Regions from separate parts of the Mus musculus genome. Here all the other regions are linked to region 1. A link is a contact called in public Hi-C and promoter capture Hi-C data. All regions are on one chromosome and are shown on one strand. Each heading gives the region's core, a stretch centred on a gene start, on an enhancer-like site or on the middle of the called end of the contact. The rest is flanking DNA. Distances are from core to core; before and after follow the strand shown. Region 1 holds the start of Dmc1 (DNA meiotic recombinase 1). Region 2 has its middle 9.5 kb from the start of Gm41362. Region 3 overlaps Gm10863 (predicted gene 10863).

Evidence for each region. Promoter capture Hi-C pulls out the DNA fragments that hold promoters and counts their contacts. A called contact is a pair of places that touch in the nucleus more often than the background predicts.
Region 2: a promoter capture Hi-C map of pre-B cells shows a contact between it and region 1, with 3 times the contacts expected there. The contact joins the enhancer-like site here to the promoter of Dmc1 in region 1. A contact is called at or near these places in 7 of 39 promoter capture datasets (embryonic stem cells, hippocampal neurons, liver and 2 more).
Region 3: a contact with region 1 is called in a Hi-C map of bone marrow-derived macrophages, with 18 read pairs. The contact joins the enhancer-like site here to the promoter of Dmc1 in region 1. A contact is called at or near these places in 10 of 39 promoter capture datasets (the 3T3-L1 cell line, 3T3-L1-derived adipocytes, the C10 cell line and 4 more), 2 of 484 Hi-C or Micro-C datasets (bone marrow-derived macrophages and regulatory T cells), 4 of 115 datasets of contacts at active chromatin or transcription factors (embryonic basal ganglia and embryonic stem cells) and 2 of 9 other capture datasets (embryonic trunk and pancreatic islet).

Annotation. Positions count from the first base shown.
Region 1 is chr15:79,603,837-79,606,366 of GRCm38.p6, forward strand. Dmc1 (DNA meiotic recombinase 1) reads right to left here and starts at 1,273. Exons shown (of 14, transcript NM_010059.3): 1 at 1,126-1,273.
Region 2 is chr15:80,049,005-80,051,534 of GRCm38.p6, forward strand. No RefSeq gene overlaps it. Among named protein-coding and RNA genes, the nearest start is that of Gm41362, 9.5 kb to the right of the region's middle. Within about 2 kb of position 1,262, at least 29 of the 459 cell types and tissues checked have an H3K27ac peak or open chromatin away from gene starts, as enhancers often do. A contact at or near this core is called in pre-B cells, where this site is marked.
Region 3 is chr15:79,207,963-79,210,492 of GRCm38.p6, forward strand. It overlaps Gm10863 (predicted gene 10863), which reads left to right. Exons shown (of 5, transcript NR_029470.1): 3 at 1,991-2,083; 4 at 2,229-2,287. Among named protein-coding and RNA genes, the nearest start is that of Gm52189, 15 kb to the right of the region's middle. Within about 2 kb of position 1,264, at least 116 of the 459 cell types and tissues checked have an H3K27ac peak or open chromatin away from gene starts, as enhancers often do. A contact at or near this core is called in bone marrow-derived macrophages, embryonic stem cells and regulatory T cells, where this site is marked.

The sequences.
Region 1 (2,530 bases), core at 23-2,522:
TTTGTTTCTGTTAGTTTGTTTTTTTTTTAAAGATTTACTTATTTTTATATATGTGAGTACACTGTTGCTGTCTTCAGGCAGACCAGAAGAGGGCATCCGATCCCATTACAGATGGTTATGAGCCACCATGTGGGTGCTGGGAATTGAACTCAGGACTTTTCCAGTGCTCTTAACCACTGAGCCATCTCTCCAGACACTTTTTTTTTTTTTTTTGAGACAGTGTTTCTCTGTGTAGCCCTGGCTGACCTCAAGTTTCCTCATTTAATGTCAAAGTCAAGTGTGGGGTGCCAGCACAAAGGAAACAAACTAGTAAGGTGGCGAATAGTTGGGTACAAAAAGAGGACAGTATTTAGTAGGCTCTTTTGGAATACTGGGGTTTGTTTGTTTTTTCAGTCTTGAGTGAAGGTTTTGCCTGTAGCCTTGACTGTCCTGAAACTCCTTAAGTAGAACAGACTGACTTCGAGTTTGCAAGTAATTTCCTGCCTCTACCTTCTCTGTCTGTGTGTGTGTTTAACTTCTACATAGCTTGGAACTCTTTGATTCTCCTGCCTCCACCTCCCCAGTTCTGGAACTACAGACATGCATCACCTTGCCCATCTCTTAACTATTAGCATGATTTCTCTAAATACCAGACTCTTCTTCCTGAGGAACAACGCAGATCGATCGCCTAATCGCCTCTCCTTTGGCTGTCAGATCTACTGGCCCTGCCTGCCTCTGCTGGCATCACTTCCACCACGACCCTGGGATCAGAAGCTGGTGCCCAGTCTCGGTCTCAGAGGCCTGGCGGCGAGCAGCGGGGCAACGAGAAGGCGGTCAGGGGCCCGTGAGCCCTGGCGCGAGGCTCTGTCGCCCCCCACCCCAGGCCTCCATTTTCCAGGCCCGACCTAGTTCCCTCATAATGCAAGAAGGGGGCCTTAAGGCTTGGGTCAGACTTGATTTACAGGAGGTTTGGCCATGTCTCGGAATCCCTCCACGCCTCAGAGCCTGGGCGGAAGGTGACAGACACCAAGCCAAGTCCAATAAGCGACCAAAAAATTACCACAGAAAGGGCGCGGAGAGGAAAGCTTTCTCAACGCGTCGAGTTTTCCTCAGATTTTTCCCGCGCTTCCTCTTTCCGCCACTCACCCCGACTCGAACCCACAGCCTCCCCGAGAATTTTCAAGGCGACACCCGCTCCGGCTTTCCCGTCCGGTCCAGAATTCTAACGCCGACCCAGAACGCGGAGGCCGGCAGCCCGCCCTGTCGTCGAACAGCTCCGGGCTTGGCGCCAAATGAGGGCCGCGGGAGCAAGCCCCCTTGATGGGCGGGGCCTGGGGCTGTAGGCGGGGCTCGGGCTGTAGGCGGGGCCCAGTGTGTGTGGGCGGGGCTCAGGTTGTGGGGGTGGGGCTCGAGGTTAGCTAGAGAACCTGAGCAGGCAAGGAAAGGCTCCCTGCGGGTCATCGGTAAATGTAGCACAAAGGAGAGCGGAGGGTGGGGCAGGGGCCCTAGTGAGGGCTGCTGGGAGGATGCGGGAGTGGGGGGTCTTCGGGTCTCCGAGGTTAGCGAGGGCAGTGGTGGAACATGGACTCTGAGGAGAGAGGTTTGGGTATGAGAAGAGAGTCTGGGCATCCCTTGGGCGAAGGGAGTTGCTGAGTCACGGGGAGAGCCTTGGCCGCTGACAAGGACAGGAGATGACGACCTTGGACTGTGAGGAGGTCGAACATGGGGGTCCCTTTCCTCCTGCCTGGGGCCGCTTTCACTCCAAGGTTTTCATACCTAGCTGGGTAACCCAGCCTTCCCATCCCCCCTTCTCTCCTGACTCTGCATTTGCGGTCCTCTCTTCTGGGATGGAGAGTAATTTTTTTTTTCTCCCTAACGTGGTTCTAAATGGTCTACAGAAACACACGAGGTTTTAGTTCTGTTTATAGAAACCCCGGGCCAGCCATGATGCCAGCAAGGCCTCTCTCTAAACTGTTTCCTTTTCCCCTTAGATGGAAACTGACAGTTCAGAGTCATGAAAAACTTGAAAGACCACCTGCAGAGGTTGCTTTAAGTGTCTTAGATGACCCACCAATACGGGCGACCTCTATATTCTTTTTGAACCTTTTAAATGGAATAAATTCCAAAACAGTTGACATTTTGAAGGACAGACCTATCTCCCGTGGATAGTTTTTTAAAAGGCTATAGCTTTTCAAAATGCTTACTTTACAGAATCATTGCCCGTCTTCTCGAATGGAAATTGTTCACTTGAAAAGGAACCCAAGGCGAGTGTGGTGGCGCACTCGGGAGGCAGAGGCAGGCAGATTTCTGAGTTTGAGGCCAGCCTGGTCTACAAAGTGAGTTCCAGGACAGCCAGGGCTACACAGAAACACTGTCTCGAAAAACCAAAAAAGAAACCCAATAGCGATGGCAGGCTCTCCTTCTGAATCCACCGAAAATACAGTAACTTTTGAGCAACTCGCTAGAAGACATCAACAGTATACCGGAGAGCTACCAAAGAGCGCAGCAAGACGATTTAGGGAAATCTAACATATGTCGTTTGCTGTAGTGA
Region 2 (2,530 bases), core at 12-2,511, 450 kb after region 1:
CACTGGTGGAGTCCTTGCCTGGTGTGTGCTGGGTCCCTTTCCAATCTGCATGTGTGAACACAGGTTTGGCTGTGTTGCCTCCTGAACTCAGTGGCTTTGTATCTGAGGGGGCAGGTCACATATGGCCCCAGCAAACATGGCACTCCAGGAAGTCCCTGCAGTCCTTCTGTCCATGCTTTTCCTGTCACTCTTTATCCCTCTGGAGCCCAGGGAGGACAGGGCTGGAGTGTCTTGCGTGGCTCTCACTCTGTGTTGTCCACCCCTTCGTCGGGTTTCCTAAGGAAAGGAGCGGTTCTTTGTGGGCAGAGCTATCATGGGAGGCCCAAGGCTGCACCTGGGCTGACCACCCACAGGTCGTCAAAGCCAGTGAGTCAGTCTACCAGTTTCTCAACAGAGGGGGGCTTCCTCCTCAGCCCAGCTTCCTCCCCAGCCTCTCCACTCCCACCCTTCCCCTAGTGGAAGCAGCAGGTGGCTGGAGCACTGAGGATCAAGAGACAAATGTACTCCTTCCCCTAGACTAGCAGTCCAGAGCTGCCTCATGCTCTAGCCTTTCCCAGGACTGAGCAAACGGTCCCCAGGTCTGGACCAAGGTCCACACTGGCCTTTATCACATCTGCTCTAGCACCAAGTCTGATGCTTATAGCAGCAGCAGCATCTTTAAATGGGGAAACTGAGGCCCACAGGAGGCTCTTCTCTGAGGTCACAGAAAAAATAAAGAGGAGTAGGTCTCAAGTGTCAGGCCTGCAGTGCTGGGGCCCCTCAGACCTCCTTGTCCCCATTGTCCTGCCCTCTCCCCCCTCCACACACAGTGACTATGATGCTGAGGACATTCTCAGTGTGGCTTTGGCCTGAGATGGATTCGTGTCTCTAGTGTCCTCTGCTGCAACTCAGCCTCAGTTTACTTATTGTGAGCCCTGCTGCAGGCAGTGCCCAGCACCTTTGAAACCAGATAGGATGTTGCCAGCCTGTAACCCTGGAGCTCAGGAGTAGAATCGGGAGGATCAGAAGTTCAAGATCCCCTTCAGGAACATAGCAAGTTCGAGACCAGCCAGGTGTCTGTGAGATCTTGTCTCAAAAACAAAACTCAACTAAAAAAAAAAAAAAAAAAATTGCTCCAAGGAACCTGAGGCAGAGAAGGGATTTCAACCACCCTGGAGAGGATGTCCTAGGTCCCCAGAGACTCCACCCACATCCCTGTCTCCTTCAGGACTGCCTTGGCCCACCCCTCTGAGCAGGATGTGGCTTCTGAATGTAGGTGGGGAAGAGGAAGGCGTGGGGGCAGGGTGCACAGGAATCTACATCCTGGGGACCAGGAGATGGCAACTCCAGGTGTTGGGGGCCCAGCTTCCGGCTCAGGCCTAGGGGAGAAGCCTTGAGCTGCCTCCTGGGATACAGCATCTGGCCCGGAGCCCGGAGCCCAGAGCCCCTCCTAAACCTGGTGCCAGTATTTCCTCTTCCCTTTTGGTTGGGGAGACATCCTGGAGCCAGTGCTCTGGGTCTGGGTCCATAGGCTTGACTCATCCTAAACTGTGCCTCCCGACTACTCTCAAAACCTCCAGGTACCTGGCAAGTGGATGAAGCTGGGTGCTGGGGCTTCACAAAGCATTTACATTGAAACATCGTTGAGCAGCAAAGTTCTTCATGTGTTCAACACCTTTAAGCCAGGTAGGGGAGTTAGCAATAGGGGAAGGGTGGGCTCTAAGGCCATCTAGTCTCTAGCCAGCTAGCACTAAATACGGGGGAGGTCTTGTTTTTGAATCCATAAACCTGTGTTCAACGTAAAAAAAAAAAAAAAAAACTTCAAATCTAGGGAAAATTTTTGCTTGGTTGTTTCTGAAACAGAGTTTCAAGGCTCGAGAGAGGGCTCCACCATTTAAAAAAACAAAACAAAACAAAACAAAACGCTGGCTGCTCTTCCAGAAAACCCAGGTTCAATTCCCAGCACCCACATGGCAGCTCTCACCTATCTGTAACCCCAGTTCCACGGTTTCGGATGCCTTCATACAGACATGCATGCAGAAAAAACACCAGTGCACATAAAATAAAAATGAATTATAAAAAAGAAAAAAAAAAAAGCAACACGTAGTTGGGGATGGCCTTGAAGTTCTGATCCTCTTGACAGCTAGTCATAAGGAGATGTACTGACGGCTAGTCATAGGTGATTCTGGGGAATCAAACCCAGAGTCCTGTGTACGCTAGGCAAACGCTACATAGACAGGGCTCTATTCCCCAGGGCGCTCTAAGGAAAGCTTATGAACAAAACACCGGGTTTGCAGGATATGGCCTGTGGGCCATCAGTGGACCACGTGATCTCCTCCATGGATGCAGCCATGCTCTTCCGGATGAAGAAAATGAGGCAGAGGGGGAACGGCACGCAATGCCCAGAGTGCGAAGCAGTGGATCCTACGCTCAGACCCAGGCCTCCCCACTCCCCAGCCTATAAAACAGAGCACAGCTCTCCCTTCCAGAGCCTAGCTAATTAACAATAACGGGGCCCATCCCAGCCATGGAGGAACCAGGAAGTGCTTCG
Region 3 (2,530 bases), core at 14-2,513, 400 kb before region 1:
TTCTCGGACTCTGTTTGGTCTGAAATCTGGGTGTTTCTGTCCATTTTCTACATGGCCAGCCCCAGCAGCGCTCTAGGGGGTCTGTGCTGGGGCCCTCCAAAAACCGCACAGCAGTTCCCTGGTAAGAAGTGACTTAAAACCCAGGAGTGCCACCCCAAACTCTGAGCAAGAAGCCCTGCTGCACCCCAGAGGCTGGGGCTCAGGAGAGGTTAGGGACACTGTCTACTGTGATAAAATCTGGAGGAGGAGGGAGGAGGGGGAAGGGAAGGGAGGAGAGGAGTCAGAAGCCCTAAGGAGTGTGTGCGGGGTAGCAAGCACACTGAGCTTTGACCTTTCAAGAATGTCCTTGAAAGCTCAATCCTGCCCACCATCATCCATTGCCATTACTCATGTCCTCTGCTCTTCTCCCTTGAGCCCTGCCCGTGGTCAGACACAGGGCAAGGACCCATTTAGGTGATGTCACGCACTAAATCTATCCACACTGTGCGCACACACCAGGGGCAGCAGGTGCCACTCTGGAATCTGGTCCTTGGCAGAGACCAGTGGAGCTGGGCATTGAAGAATGAGCAAGATTCCGTCTTGAGCCAGAATTGGGCAGGGGAAGGGCATTGGGTTAGCAGGGGCTTGAAAACGTTTATGGGTGGTTAAGCTGGGAGAGGTGTGGTGGCCAGACTGGGACACAGTGAAGCAAGACTGAGAAGGGCTTGTGAACTAAGGGGCCTCTGAATAGAGATGTACGGTCTCAGGGACCCTTCTTGGCATCCGTAATTCCTGTCTTCTAAATGGGATCTGGGCAGGCAACAGGGTGCCAGCTCAGTACTTGCTATTCTGCACAGGGCCACAGATAAAAGGGACATGGCCAGGGTGGTTGTCTGTCTCTGGAAGAAGCCAGGTAGGGTATTTCCATGAGTCTAGAGGGGTGAGTAAGGTAAGCGGCTGAAGCTGGGTACCCCAAGTTCCTTTGGGGAGGGCGTGTTGGGTGATAAGACTAGTTGCTAGGAATTCTGGGAAAGAGCCACATTGCCCACGGGGCCTCGCCAAAGCAAACCAAAGTCGTGCTGGCTCTGCCTTCCTGTGCTGGGGGGCGGGGGGGGGTGTAAAGAGGGGAGGGTGTCTGGCCCTGGGGAACGGGAGGAACCGAGTGGCGGATTTATGTTTCCACTTGATTTCCTCGGTTGTTTTCTAAACGTAGCGGTATCCTGAGGGGCGGGGTGGAGGCGGAGAAGCCACCGGAAGGCGCCATAGCCCCACTGCTGCCTGCCCCACTTCTGCCTGCCTCCCCATGTGACTTGGCTGACGACAGCACTCCGTGGAAGGGCCTAGAGGCTTCCGTCCTGGGCTGCTGGACAAGTGGGTGACGTTGATCAAGGCACTGGGCTCACACGGGCCGCGCCCCGCGTGATCTGTTGTCTCCAGGCAGACTGCCTCACTTGGGGCGATTCTTTGATCCCGTGAGTTAAGAATGACCATGGTGGTGGCTGACTCCGGGTCTCAGGGTCATCCTGGGGGCCAGGTACCTAAACAGGACGGGGGTGTACATTGCTTCCTCTGTCTCTCCAGCTTCCTGGTCCTTCTTCAGCTGTGCCTCAAGCATTTCTCGGCCTCCTGATTGTGGGTCCACCATTCTGGGTCTTGCTCCATTCCAGCTGGGGTCTTTCTTGCCTTCTTGGGTTCCATTTGTGCCACTGCCTCACCGGTGGCTTTGCCTTTTCCACTCCTCCCTGCCTCTCCTACCTCCCCTCTCTCCTCAGGATCACACACACACACACACACACACACACACACACACACACACACACAAGGTTGGTAGGAGACGAGGGCCTGGGCCGGGTTGGGTAGTGGAGGCAGGGAAGGGCTCAAGGAGGCTGGCCTCTCTCCCAATCCTATTTACAATCTCCATTCTTACAGCAGCTGCGAAGCCTGGGACATTGCTCTGAGACTCAGTTTCTCCCTCTGAAAAGTGAGAATAATAATAGTTCCTTCCCTTTAGGATGGAAGCCTGGCCTGTAAGAGTTTTTGATAGTGAATCAGGATAAATCACAGAAACTCGTGTCTCATAACCCCAGGGAAGCAGAGGCTGCAGGCAAGCAGAGCTTTAACAAAATATATTTAAAAAAAAAAAAAAGCCACACTTCTCTATTATTTATTTATTTACTTATTTACTTATTGAGACACAGCCTGACTGAAGTTTCTAATTAATTACTTAAATCTTTTTTTTTTTTTTGCAGTGCTTCCTATATGGCAAGCCAGGGACTGAAACTTACGATTTGACTGGACAATCTATAAGGTACCATAATACAGTCTCCACTTGACTGATGAGAAAATAAAGACCTGGCAAGTCCAGGGCTTGCTCAAAGGAGTGTTTTCCATTCGAATGTAAACAAGAGTCTCACTGCCAGGTCCTCCCTCTTCTGCCACTGTGAGTCCTCACCTCCCTCCCTAATCTCTGACACCCCCCCCCCCCCCACCAGCCTTCCTGTGTGCTGCTGCTATTCTGTCTCCATCTCTCAGGGCATCCAGCTCAGGCCAA